Regions from separate parts of the Zea mays genome. Here region 1 is linked to region 2. Evidence: chromatin contacts called from public HiChIP or PLAC-seq data. All regions are on one chromosome and are shown on one strand. Each heading gives the region's core, a stretch centred on a gene start, on an enhancer-like site or on the middle of the called end of the contact. The rest is flanking DNA. Distances are from core to core; before and after follow the strand shown.

Region 1 (6,747 bases), core at 4,053-6,552, 140 kb after region 2:
GAGGGAGCGAGCGGCCTCACGCGAGCGCTTGTCTCGTCCTCGTCCCCGCGCGGCCAACCCTCTCTAAGAGGGCCCTGATCCTTCCTTTTATAGACGTAAGGAGAGGATCCAGATGTACAATGGAGGGTGTAGCAGAGTGCTACGCGTCTAGCGGAGGAGAGCTAGCGCCCTAAGTACATGCCGTTGTGGCAGCCGGAGAGATTTTGGCACCCAGCTGGTGTGATGTCGTGGCCGTCGGAGGAGCGCTGGAGCCTGGCGGAGGGACAGCTGTCGGAGCTGTTGAGTCCTTGCTGACGTCCTCTTGCTTCCGTAAGGGGGCTGAGAGCCGCCGTCGTCACAGAGTATGCGGGGCGCCATCATTGCCTATCTGGCGGAGCGAGCCAGATGGGACGCCGGTCTTGTTCCCCGTGGCCCGAGTCAGCTTGGGATAGGGTGATGATGACGCCTCCTGTTGACGTGGCTGGTCTGCGCCCTAGGTTGGGCGATGTGGAAGCTCCTCCGAAGCCGAGGTCGAGTCTGTCTTCCGTGGCCGAGGTCGAGTCCGAGCCCCTGGGTCGGGCGAGGCGGAGACCGTCGGCTGAGGCCAGGGCGGAGTCCGAGCCCTGGGGTCGGGCGGAGCAGAGTTCGTCGTCTTCTGGGGCTGAGCCCAAGTCCGAGCCCTGGGTCGGGCGGAGCGGAGTTCGTCGTCTTTTGGGGCTGAGCCCAAGTCCGAGCCCTGGGTTGGGCGGAGCGGAGTTCGTCGTCTTCTGGGGCTGAGCCCAAGTCCGAGCCCTGGGTCGGGCGGAGCGGAGTTCGCCGTCTTCCGGGACTTAGCCCGAGTCCGAGCCCTGGGTCGGGCGAAGCAGAGCTTCCTATGGTGCCTGCGGCCGGGCCTGACTGCATGTCAGCCTCACTCTGTCAAGTGGCACCGCAGTCGGAGCGGCGCAGGCGGCGCTGTCTTTCTGTCGGGCCGGTCAGTGGAGCGGCGAAGTGACGGCGGTCACTTCGGCTCTGTCGGCTGAAGGGCGCGCGTCAGGATAAAGGCGTCAGGCCACTTTTGCATTAAATGCTCCTGCGATTTGGTCGGTCGGCGCGACGATTTGGTCAGGGTTGCTTCTTGGCGAAGACAGGGCCTCGGGCGAGCCGGAAATACGTTAGCCGCTGGAGGGGGGCCTCAGGCGAGGCGGAGATCCTCCGGGGTCGGCTGCCCTTGTCCGAGGCTAGGCTCGGGCGAGGCGTGATCGAGTCCCTCGAATGGACCGATCCCTGACTTAATCGCACCCATCAGGCCTTTGCAGCTTTATGCTGATGGGGTTACCAGCTGAGAATTAGGAGCCTTGAGGATACCCCTAATTATGGTCCCCGACAATTTCCCTTTCACCTATCAAGTTCGTCGCCCCACCCACAAACTTAACCTATTAAGTTTTTCGAAAAAACGACTATGTTTGTCGGTAAATCGACGAACTTAACTTAAGTTTGTGAGTTTATTATATTAAGTTCGATGATTTTTTTACCCACATTCTTTAACCAGTTTCTTGTAGTGGGAGCGTAGATGTGGTTCGACAGGATTTTAATTAGGTGGACTGGTTAGGGCGATGGATATCATCTAGTCCATCACTCTAATAATAAATGGCGTGCACGCGTGTGCATGCATACGGATTTGTGCAGACAAAAGTTGCCACAACTCAAATTAAGGGTTTTAACTTATGATATGTCCAACACACAGTATGTGTGTGATATGTATTTTTTTATTATTCAAACATATATGAATGTGCAATATAAATGATAAAGCAAATATAAACAATTATTCATAGACTAGTTTTGGTGGACAAATATACGATAAAGACATCATTTGCATTCCTATGATCCTATCCTCCAAATATAGTCCCAAACAAAACATAGTCGACGGAGCGGGTCATATGTATCCCTACTTTAGTAAATTATTCTCATAGCCCATTATATGAATACATAGTCGATTTGCAAATCGTCAGTACATGTCTTCGTCAACGTGCTTTATGTCTTGATTGACATTTGTGGTTCTTGGCGGATCAACGCCGACAGCTAGCTAGTGTTTTCGCGCTCAATATCGTACTACGTATTATATTGACATAGCAAATCGCATTTGGATGTGGGATGTCATACAGAGTTGTTCATGCGAAGAAAGTGGGAAAAGGTTCGTGGCTGCGACCGCGACTTCTGGTCGGTATCGGCTTTTGTTTTCGAATGATATCGCTGTTTTTTTGCGGCCGCGAGGCAGGAACACCTGGCAAAGCTATTTCCTGTTACTTTAAGTTTTGAGCTTCCTGTGGTCAAGTTGGACTCCACGACCTCATCATGCCATGCTTTATCTGAAATCCTGCGAGACGAATCATTCTAGCTACTACTTCCGTTACAAAAAAAAAAGGATGAAATACTAGATTTGGATTAAGTCAATATGCCAATGTTTACATAAAATATTATCAAAATGTATAACTAAATAGGTGTACAGTACATAAAAATGTAGTTCATGATTAATTATCATTACCGGAATCTGTCTTTTTGATAATTATCAATCTCTTTGTTGAGTGCAATTTATCGGACACTCGACAAAACACGTGTCACTCTTGGTGCACAATGACACTCGGCACATACACCCTTTGCCGAACGCCAAACACTCGGCATACACCGACGCTCGGCAAAGGAGTCTTTGCCGAGCATCAAGCTCTCGGTGACACGTGACCTTCGGCAAACACTACCGGACTGGAGTACTGGACTGTCATTCTTTGCCGAGTGTCCCAAACATTTGGCAAAGGCTCTGTCAAGTGTTACACTCGGCAAATATTTTAACGACAAATGGTTCTTTGTTGAGTATTTTTTGTCACTCGACAAAAAAGCACTCGACAAATTTGAAATCACAAAAAATATAAAAAACAACAAAACATTTTTTAATTAGCGGAACAACCTATTGCCTTACACATTGTACTATCATTTTCACCATTTTTTGAAATGAATTCACGTGTTTTTGTGACAGGTGGTGAGATTCAAACTCGCAACTGCTGTCTCACGCTCAACCTTCTCTACCACTACCCCACTATATCACTTGTGTCTATATTACGTTTTCCTTCCCATGTATTATAACAAACCAAAAGTAAATTGATTATTTGAAGCACTAAATAAATTTAAATGAAGATGTTGTCAACTATAAAGTAGCAATAGTATAATATCCGTGCGTTGCAACGGTACACAATTGCATTTCATGATATTGGTTGGGAAGGGCAAGGTCGTACTCGCAATGCAATTAATGGTTGAGCGAAGTACACTCCAAAAAATACCAATAATATAAATTTCATATCAAAGTGAGCATATTGATTGTCTATAGACCAGATATTAAATTAGAGGAACTTGAGGTGTAGTCGGCTTCGCTGTCGTGCCGTCAATAGGGTCCTAGCACAGTACTTGCTCTTTCGAGGCTAAGTGCCGAGGTTCTTTTCGTGTTGCTTTTGTTAGTCACCCTTCCTGTGGGGAGAAGTACTGTGTTTATCAAACTGGAGAAACATAACGGACGACTATGATCTCTGTGGAATCTTTGTAAAGGCTACGTAGTGATACCCTGCCGGATCATCTAGGTAGTTATGAGCAGCCTTGGGAGCTTCTTTGATTAGAGTTACTATGGATACACTTATGATGATGTTGAATGATGATGATTATAACTATGGATTATGATATTTTCTCTTGGTGGGAGTACTTTTGGGTTAATAACTTGGGATTAATGCTAAAACTTGGCTCTCTACTAGTGGTAAATACCTGACCAACTAAAAGCAACTGCTTTAAGATTAACCCGACATATAGCTAGTCCACTTTAGCCAAATGAGACATTTGCTGAGTACGTTGATGTGTACTCACACTTGCTGTAAAACACCAAAACCCCAGGTTGTCCCCATTGCAACCAGTGCTCAAGAGAAGATGAAGGCAACATGGACTTTCAGGAGTTTCAGGACTTCGACGATTTCTAGATTAGATTAGTGGCAAACCCCCAATCAGCTGCCTGTGAAGGCCTTACCGTACTGTGTTTCGTTTAACGCTTTGATGATTGTTTAACTTAATGACTCTGTGGATATCTTGGACATCGTGATGTAATAAAGCACTTATTTCCGCTATTATTTTTAGCAATGTATGATGATGTCCAATTATGTAATCGATGTGTACGTGAATTTTTTTTTATCCTGACACGTACATGGTTCGCATTCGGTTTACCTTCTAAAACCAGGTGTGACAACGCGCTTGTTCGATTCCAGCAGGATAACCGGGACATGTTTATAGGGAGCTAGCCGAGCACAAGTTGAAATTCTATCCTCAGGCGAAGCCGATTCGGCAGAAATTGTGTCGACCCCTAGCAAGAGAGAAGCAATCCGAGCAGAGTTGGCTCGGCTAGTAGCTGCAGGGTTCATTAGAGAGGTTATGCACCCCGAGTATGTGGCATGCAAATCATGTTTTTATACTAAAAAAGAATAATGTAGGCCGACGCATGTGCCAAATCAATCTATTATCACTGCCTTTACATTCTTGCCTTAGGAGTAGCAGGTAGTCATCCTCATCCTCAATCTTCACCTCCCCTCAACTCTACGTTGTTTAGAAGCGTATGATCCGGACCCAAGACAACCCTATGATCTTTCCTCCTGATGGGATCCCTCCCCGAGGGCGAGATCCAGGTTCTGTAAGAGCTCATCGCTTTCTCCCCACACATCGTGGACGGTCCGGTGACCTACCGCGGATGGTCCATCGCCTCACAGAGAGGTTCCTCAAGGTGGTCTCGTTCCTCGTGAACGGGATCTAGAGATAGTAAGTGCTTGGCCCGAAAGGGTGCCAACACAAGTTCTATGTAGCATTAGCAACTGAATATATGTAAAAGTTATAGCAGTACAAAAATGATGAGAACCAAATATAGGAACATGCCAATATGCCGTCCGCTAGAGCTCTTTTTACTGTTCAGCGCGGGGACTTCAAAACTGTTGAACGCACATGCCACATGGATGCATGCATGCAGTGTGCTGAAAGGGTAAGTGACAATACATCCATGCAGTCAAACTCGTCGTGTGCCCGTTCTCGGCATCTAGTTAGCACTTAGCACTTGCAGTAGTCGTTGTAGCTAGTAGGACTTCTACATCTAGCACGGTTGGTTGTTAGAATCCTTGGAACAGTCAAACACAAAAGTTAATAACGATGGAGAAGCGCGGCGGCCGGTTCAAAGTTTACGCGAGGAAGCCAATCACTCCCACCAACCATTTCTTAGCCCCCGCGCGCTTCGTACGTACTCCTATATAAACCGCACGGCACGAGTGCATCAGAACGTACACCCCAAGGCGCCAAAGCAAAGCAAGGAAAAGGAAAGCAACAAGGAGGACTCACGCAGTACGCGCGAGACCTCGAGCTCAAGTCCTTGCTTATCTTTCTTGCTGCAAATAGCTTGAAGTCGATCCGCGAAAGGACGACCGCACCAGCTAGCATTCGTTACCTTCATCAGCTTCGACAGCAATGGAGGTTAAGGTGCTGAGCTCCAAGCTCGTCAAGCCCGCTTACAATGCCGGTGCGGGCCCAGCGCCGGCGGTCAGTGCGGATGAGTACACCCCCCTGACCATCTTCGACGTGGTCACGTACAAGATGCAGATGGCCATCATCTACGCCTTCCCGCCGCCGGCCCCATCGACGGCGGCCATCGAGAACGGCCTGGCCGCGGTGCTGGCCGAGTACCGCGCATTCGCGGGGCAGCTGGGCGTGGCCCCAGACGGCACGCCCGCGGTGCTGCTCAACGACCGCGGCGCGCGCCTCGTGGAGGCGGCCGTGGACGCGGACCTCGTGGACATGGCGCCCGCCAAGCCCACCCCGGAGCTGCTCCGGCTGCACCCGGACCTGGAGGAGGAGGAGCTCCAGGAGGTGGTGCTCCTGCAGCTGACCCGGTTCCGGTGCGGCTCACTCGCCGTCGGGTTCACGTCCAACCACGTCGTGGCCGACGGCCACGCCACCAGCAACTTCCTCGTGGCGTGGGGGCGCGCCACCAGGGGCCTCCCGACGGGCCTGCCCCCCGTGCCCCGCCAGGCGGGGCTCTTCAAGCCGCGCCCTTCGCCCCGCGTCGACTTCGACCACCGCAGCAGGGAGTGGTACCTGCCGTCGCCCGCCGAGACCGAGAAGCAGCACGGCCACGGCCGCGAGGGCGCGGCGGCGGCGGAGAGCATCGTGATCCAGAAGGCGCATTTCACCAAGGACTTCATCGCGCGGCTCCGCGCCAAGGCATCGGAAGGCCGCGGCCGCCCGTTCAGCCGGTTCGAGACCGTCCTGGCCCACCTGTGGCGCGCCATGACGCGCGCCCGCGGGCTGAGCCCCGACGAGACCTCGCAGATCCGGCTGTCCGTGGACGGGCGCCACCGCCTCGGCCTCCCCGCCGAGTACTTCGGCAACCTGGTCCTCTGGGCGTTCCCGACCGCCACGGTGGCGGACCTGCTGGGGCGGCCGCTGAAGCACGCGGCGCAGGTGATCCACGACGAGGTGGCGAGCGTCGACGGCAGCTACTTCAGGTCGTTCATCGACTTCGCGACGTCCGGCGCCGCGGAGAGGGAGGGGCTGGCGCCCAGCGCCGTCTGCAAGGACGTCCTGTGCCCGAACGTGGAGGTGGACAGCTGGCTCACCTTCCCGTTCTACGAGCTGGACTTCGGCACGGGCAGCCCGACCTACTTCATGCCGTCCTACTTCCCCACGGAGGGGATGCTGTTCCTCGTGCCGTCCTACATCGGCGAT
Region 2 (6,776 bases), core at 1,371-3,870:
AGTGCTTGAATAAGAGCAGAAGAATAGTAGTTCAGTTCTCTCACATAACTCCCAACAGATGTATGTTCTGATCTTAGTTCTACTCGTTCTGTCCTGAAACCAGGACGGTGTTAGTTTTGGCGACAAATGATCTGGACTTCTTACTGAAACTAATCACTGAACATGTTCATAGAACAGGCAGTACATGGCTTCCTTTATACAGTTTGTGGTATTGAACAGTGGCAAATATGCTTGATCTTCCTGCTGATTCCAACACTTCTTTTATTTCTGTAACGCAGACCAACAGCTACATGGCTTTCTTCCTGCTGATTCCAACTCTGATTTTTTAGAAGAGCTTTGACATACCGAACCAGTCTATTTTATGGCGCGTACAGTCTATTTTATGGCGCGTACTATTGTCTACTTTGAATCGTTAAATAAAGTTTGTTAATGTATTCGACTAATGGAGGTAGGGCGCCGCGAAGCGCGCCTCCTTTTCTAGTGGGTTAAACTGTTAAAGGCAAGTAGGCAACAAAGCAACAGCCGATATTAATACTCGAGTACTAATGTTTACGTAAGTATTAGTTCTAAATTTCTAATTCAAACGATACAAATACTAGGGCTTCAAATCCTATTTCTGTAGCAGTGCTATATAGAACGACATACATTGAAAGAACACCTTATTTTTATATCGAAAGATAGATAATACAGGGTTGGGTCGATTATAGAATAAATAAAAAAAGAACATATCAATTAGTCCAGGCCCGACGTCGTGGAGACGTTCGCATTCAGCTGGAGTAGGCTACATAGATCTTTATATCTGACGTCGCGTAGCCGTTGAAGTTGGAGCCGGCTCCGGTAGTGTAGGCGCCCATGTCGTCGAAGACGAGCCAGTCGCCGACGCTCATCTCTGGCAGAAGGTACCCGGTGAGCACCGTGTCGAGGGAGTCGCACGTTGGGCCGAAGACCGTGGAAGTGTAGGTTTTATCGCCGGGGCGCGGGCTGGCGAGCGGCCTCGGGGTGGGCACGTAGTGGTCCATGATGATGCAGTTGAGCGAGCCGTAGAGGCCGTCGTCGATCCAGTACTCGCGCACCTCTCCGCGCGTGCGCTTCCCGATGACGCGCGCGGCGAGCGTGAACGCGGTCTCGGCGAAGTAGCGGCCGGGCTCGGCGATCACCTCGACGCACGGCAGGTCGCCGAAGTGGTGCGCGAGGGCGTCGTTGATGACGGCCGCGGCGTCGTCGAAAGTGGGGCCGGACACGAAGCCGCCGCCGATGTCGAGGACGCGCATGGGCGGCATCCCCAGGGCAGCGGCCGCGTCGAACGCGGCGCGCGCGGCCTGGATGGCCCCGCGGTAGACGTGGAGGTTGGACGCGCCGCTGCCGACGTGGAAGGAGACGCCGGCCACGCCGACCCCCGCGCGCTGGGCGGCGCGCAGGAGCGGCACGACCTCGTCGGGGTGCGCGCCGTACTTGGTCCCCAGGTCGACCCGGACGTCGCCGCCGTCGGGGCCCTTGAGGCGGAGCAGGAGCTCGCAGCCGGGGTGGCAGCGCCTGACCTTGGCCACCTCCTCCTCGGAGTCGTAGGTGGTGAGGTTGACGCCGACCTCCGCGGCGTACTCGAGGTGCGCCTCGGGCTTGCAGGGGTTGGCGTAGACGATGTCCCCGGGCCGGACGCCGAGCGCGAGCACGGCCTCGATCTCGGCGCGGCTGGCGCAGTCGAAGCCCGCGCCGAGCGCGGCGAGCGCGCCGAGCAGCGCCGGGTCCGGGTTGCACTTGACGGCGTAGCAGGGCCGCGCGTCCGGCAGCGCCCGGCGCCACGCCCTGAAGAGGTCGACGACCTTGGCCAGGTCGAAGACGTAGAAGGCGCTGCGCTGCGCCGGGCTGGACGCGAGGATGGAGTGGATGAGGCCGGAGACGGCGTCCTTGTCCTTGAGCGCGTCGCGCTTGAACGCGAGCACCTTCCTGTCCTTGACGCCGGGGGCCACCAGCACGGCCTGCAGGGGGCTGCTTCCAACCATGGTGATGACGAGACGATTGACGACGCGCGCGATAGATGAGCAGCGGGATCGAACTTGTTCGATGGAGAACTCGTGTTGACTGAAAACCAAGATATACAAGGGAAAAAAGGAGCACGTTATTATTAATAAACGATGACGATGTAAATGTTGCAGCTTCCTTCGTGTCTGGTAGTGTCATTATGCAGGGTCGATCACTCGCGTCTGGTAGATAGATAGATATAGATAGATAGATGGATAGATAGATAAGAAAAAATATATCTCGTGCATTTCAGACAGTTTGTGTTTTATTTGCCAGTTCATTCCATGTCTTTGCTCAACGAACTCACCGAGACGATGACCGATCCAACGGACCTGGCAAGTGATGCCAAGCAGGCCCTGAGGCGAGAAGGTCGTCTGGTGAGACGCGTCTCTTGGTGTGTGTGCGGGGTTGCTCGGCATGAGTCTGGCGCCATATATAGGAGTGCCCGCGGCTGGCCATGGGGGAGGTGCTCACGTTTCATCGGTGGAATCTGGAATGGGTTAGGTGGGCCGGAAGCCGGAGAGAGGCACCGCGGGAGGGCGATGTGGTTCGGTGTGGTGCCGGGGTGCGGCTGACCGGTCAGAATCGACCCCAGCGGGCCAGCAACAATGCACATGCACCATCATATAGGACGCGGCGCCCTGGCCTGCCGCGCGGCCAAAAAGCCACACAGGAAGAGCCGTAGAGGTAGGTGGAGACTGGAGAGGCTTGCAGCTGCTGACCTGAGGAGAGGGTGGTCGATTCGGTCCATTTGCAATTTGCTCGATGCGTCGATTCAAAGCATCTCCGCTAGAGAAAAATTCAATCCTCTTTTTCTATAACCACTGGTTAAGTGAATCTGATAAAAAAAAATGCTTAGCATATTAAAGAAAATACGAGGAAGCATATAATAAATTTTGGTTTTTGTTGACACAAAAAACGCGCCAACGTGGGGATTGAGCCATGCTAAGAAATTTCTAACATTACAAGGATGATCAAAAATATTTAGTGTGACAAACAGTGAAGGAAGATATCAACTAGACTAACGAAGTCGGCTCGACTAGCTAGTTAGCCAAGCTAGTTTAGGCCGGTTCATATGTGTAGGGGTAGAAAACCCTAAGGCCTCGGGCGCGCGAGTCAGTAGGAGCCAAGCCGACCCTAACGAACCGTGGCTAAGTCACCCAATCCCCCTGCCTCATCCGAGGGACAGACCAAGGCCTGACCTCCAGGGTCAGGCGAGGTGAAGACGGGAGGAGAGGGTCGACTAGGCTAGACAGAGCCTCATAAGACCGGACGATCGCCCCATACCTGCCTCCATTATTGTCCTAGTCGGCACAACGTGACAAAGGTAGGGACCACCCTTTTTCTCCGACCAAGCCCATGCTCCTTTGAATCTGAGACGATTGTAGTACCCATCATTGTACAAGAAACAGACGGAACCCTGACAAACGAGCTATGAGGTACAAGGGTCGACGAAATTGGAGGGTGCGAACGAAACTTCCATAGCGCCGGCCCATCCCGAAACTTGTAGGCCACACTATGCTACCAACTCTAGGGTGCCTTCCTCTCAAACTTAGGTACCCTCGAGGGTATGAAGCCCCATTCTCGCATAAGCAACACTGAGTATTCTGATCTAAAAGAACGATGACAATTACAATGGCAAGTGCAACGACAAGTACGACTCACAGTACCAGCGCATCGTGGGATCTCGTTGGCGGAAGGCCCCTTCTTTTTACCTTTTCATACTTTCCTTGTAAGAGGCTCATTCCTTCGGTTATAAAAAAGGAAGGGTCAGCCTTAACCAGAAGAGGGAGACAGAACACACACAACAAGACGACACAAGAAGTGACTTGAAAGCCCTTTCCCTCTCTCGCTTGCTTGTAAACCTCTGCTACGAGCAATCTGATGCCAATAGCACAAACCAACGAAAACTATGGTAGGGACATTCAACTTGAACCAGCATAACTCTTGGGTCCATCTCGCACACCATCCAGGCCTAGAACGTGCATCGCAAATTTACTCGTTGGTGCTTACTCGAAGCACCGGCAGTTGAGGTGCTAGGTAGGGGCTTTACGTGTTTTCGTCATCCTCCAAAGACACCAACTTAGAGCTCGTTTGGTAGGGCTTCAACTCTGGCTTTTCTATAGAAAAAAGGCAGAGTCCTGCCAAACATCATTTCTTAAAACGACTTACTGCAAAAGACACCTTAAAGCCAAAACCATTTTTGTACTACGCAGAAGAAGCCAGAAATAGTAGATTCACTGACTTTGGTCTGACTCTTCCGTTTTAATACATGGGGAATGACTCTGGCTCTAGGATAAGCTGCTTCTACCAAACGATTTGCGAAATGGCTTCAACTACTAAAAAACTGTTTTTAGAAAAAAGTTAGAGATAGAGCTGTTTTTTGGTAAACCAGAGACCTACCAAATGGACCCTTAGACTAGAGCTGCAACTTGGGTTGTGCCGTGCCGGCACGGCACGAGCACGCCGTGCTTCGGACCTAGGTTAGTCGGGCCAGGATAGCACGAAATAGGGTCGGATCGTGCTTTACTGGGCCAGATGGGTTGAAATAAGGCCCAGCACGGCCCTAAAGCATGACGGGCTTCTGTCGGACCGTGCTGGCCCACGCACGGCACTGCACGCACGCGACGCATCGGGCACATACCTCGCGGCGGAGTGCAGAGTCAGGAAGCCAGGACGCGGACGCAGAGCCGCAGCAGAGACGCAGACCCGCATGGCCGCATGCCCGCATGCTCTCTAGTCTCCTCGCAGAGGCACAGTCGCGCTCGCGCAGACCGCAGACCCGCATGCTCTCCTCAGCTGGGTGTGGACGCAGACCGCGGACCGCCGTGCACGCGCCATGGGCAGACCGCGGACGCTGCGGAGTGCAGGAAGCCTGGGCGGCTGGGCGTGCAGTGTGCTCTCCTCGACTCCTGACTCCTCCGACCTCCATGCTGCGTGCTCCGCTGAGAGGGCCGAGACGGACGAGGGAGCGAGATCCGAAATCCCAATGAATGGCGGTGGCCGGCGGATGAAACCTAATCGCGTGCGCCACTGCGCCGTGCTGTTTCCGTGCCGGGCCGGCACGAACACGGCCCACAGCGACGTGCCGGGCCTTGTAGCACGACAGACTGACATTTAGAGCACAGACCAGCCCGCGACTCGTGCCGTGCTAGCCCGAAATTAATTTAGCCGTGTCGGGCCGTGCTTTGTTTTATTTTTCATGGGCCATGCTCGGACCGGCTCATTAGACACGGCCCAGACTTTCACGACTACCTTAGACTCACGACTACCTTAGACGACTCCTAGTCCGGTGACGGATTGAGAATTTCAACTTTCAATGATCAAAATACAACACTTATGTCCTTCCAGGTTTCCCCTCAGGCCCAGATCATTCCTGGACACTTCCTTCTTCCAGTAGTCAAAGCTCAAAGGGGACAAAACAAACTAAACCCGTACGTCATGTCCAACAGGTTCTGGTGACATTTTACAGCTGTGTTATCTGCACGTTTTCTCTAGTAACAATACCAATATAATTTGGGCAATACCAATATAATTTATAAATTGTACGTCATGTGCCTAGCCTTCCTGGCTAGGAGGAGGAATGGATCATCCATTGGCCATTGCTACTACGACGTATCAGGTGACGACTTTGCTTCATTCCACATAGGCCTTGCTTGGGTTTATGCATGGAAATTTGGTCAAGTCTCATCAGTGCCACACCACGCACGCACATACCACATGTCCACACGCTGGTTGAGGACACACGTATATATTGGCTCACGCAAGCAAGCATATTTTTCTGCTAACTGCACTTCACTATGTAAAAAAACACATCACAGACACAGACGCAGGGCTTTTACCGCATCTTTCATATGGCGTCTGTGATCATGCGTCTGTCATAACTAATCATGATTTGGATCATTTTGCCACCATTTATATGTTTTCGCAAAACAAATTTATTTTCTTACTTCTAAGTCAAAACACCAATGATTGTAATGATTGCTACTTAAGAATGTCAACATTAAATTGCCGCACACAATTCCTCCGATAGAGGAATTAAAAAAGTGCGTATATTGTAAATGGCATGGTTCTTTTTTCATAATATCAATGATTGTAATGTCTTCCGTCGACAAATACAATCGGCTATAAATGAGGGCCGGTTGAGATTTTAAGAAATAAAGATTGACAGACAATATGTCCCTGTCGACACATTAGGAACAGTAGACAAGAAAGTCTTGGTTCGTGCATGTTCGGCCGATAAAGGCAAAGGAAAAAAATATTATCATTGGTGACCCTTGCGCACTAAATCTATCACATGGAGTGGTTACTCAGAAGGCTCCGAACGAAAGAAAGGCTAATAAGACCGGAGGCGCTGAGGGGCATGGTAATCCAGGTATGCCTAAATTTTAAAGTTTTGGAGGTGAAGGTCGTGATAAACAAAAGGATAAAAGGTCAATGGTTAGTTTTGAGCAACTTCTGGCTAAATATCATAAGCAAATCAAGGCAAAGAGTGTTGATCAAACTAGCAATGCTAAGTCATCTAAAGTGCCTTTGAAGTCATCAAGATCACCTCCGAAGTGCAAATATAGAAACCAAGATTAGCGAGGCGAAGGGTTTCTTGCATCAGCAACATATCCTCCTTTTAGGCCGCTAATGCCAATGCAATACAGTTCAGCTCCTTTGTACTTTAATCCTTATCCATCTTGGCGCTGGTATAATTCAAACACTTATTCTTCATATTTTAGACCACATAACCGAGTATTCAGCTCATAGCA

What was found. HiChIP or PLAC-seq counts read pairs in DNA pulled down with a chosen protein or histone mark.
Region 1: a contact with region 2 is called in an H3K4me3 HiChIP or PLAC-seq map of leaf, with 4 times the contacts expected there. The contact joins the promoter of LOC103633102 here to the promoter of LOC103633099 in region 2. A contact is called at or near these places in 2 of 25 Hi-C or Micro-C datasets (ear and leaf) and 1 of 3 datasets of contacts at active chromatin or transcription factors (leaf).

The regions. Positions count from the first base shown.
Region 1 is chr7:150,148,854-150,155,600 of Zm-B73-REFERENCE-NAM-5.0, forward strand. It overlaps LOC103633102 (putrescine hydroxycinnamoyltransferase 3), which reads left to right and starts at 5,303. Exons shown (of 1, transcript XM_008654781.2): 1 at 5,303-6,747. The coding sequence starts at 5,491.
Region 2 is chr7:150,015,991-150,022,766 of Zm-B73-REFERENCE-NAM-5.0, forward strand. LOC103633099 (ornithine decarboxylase) reads right to left here and starts at 2,621. Exons shown (of 2, transcript XM_008654778.3): 1 at 2,327-2,621; 2 at 549-2,079. The coding sequence starts at 2,478. The coding sequence ends at 768. It overlaps LOC103633098 (a long non-coding RNA gene), which reads left to right. Exons shown (of 9, transcript XR_002263685.2): 9 at 1-218.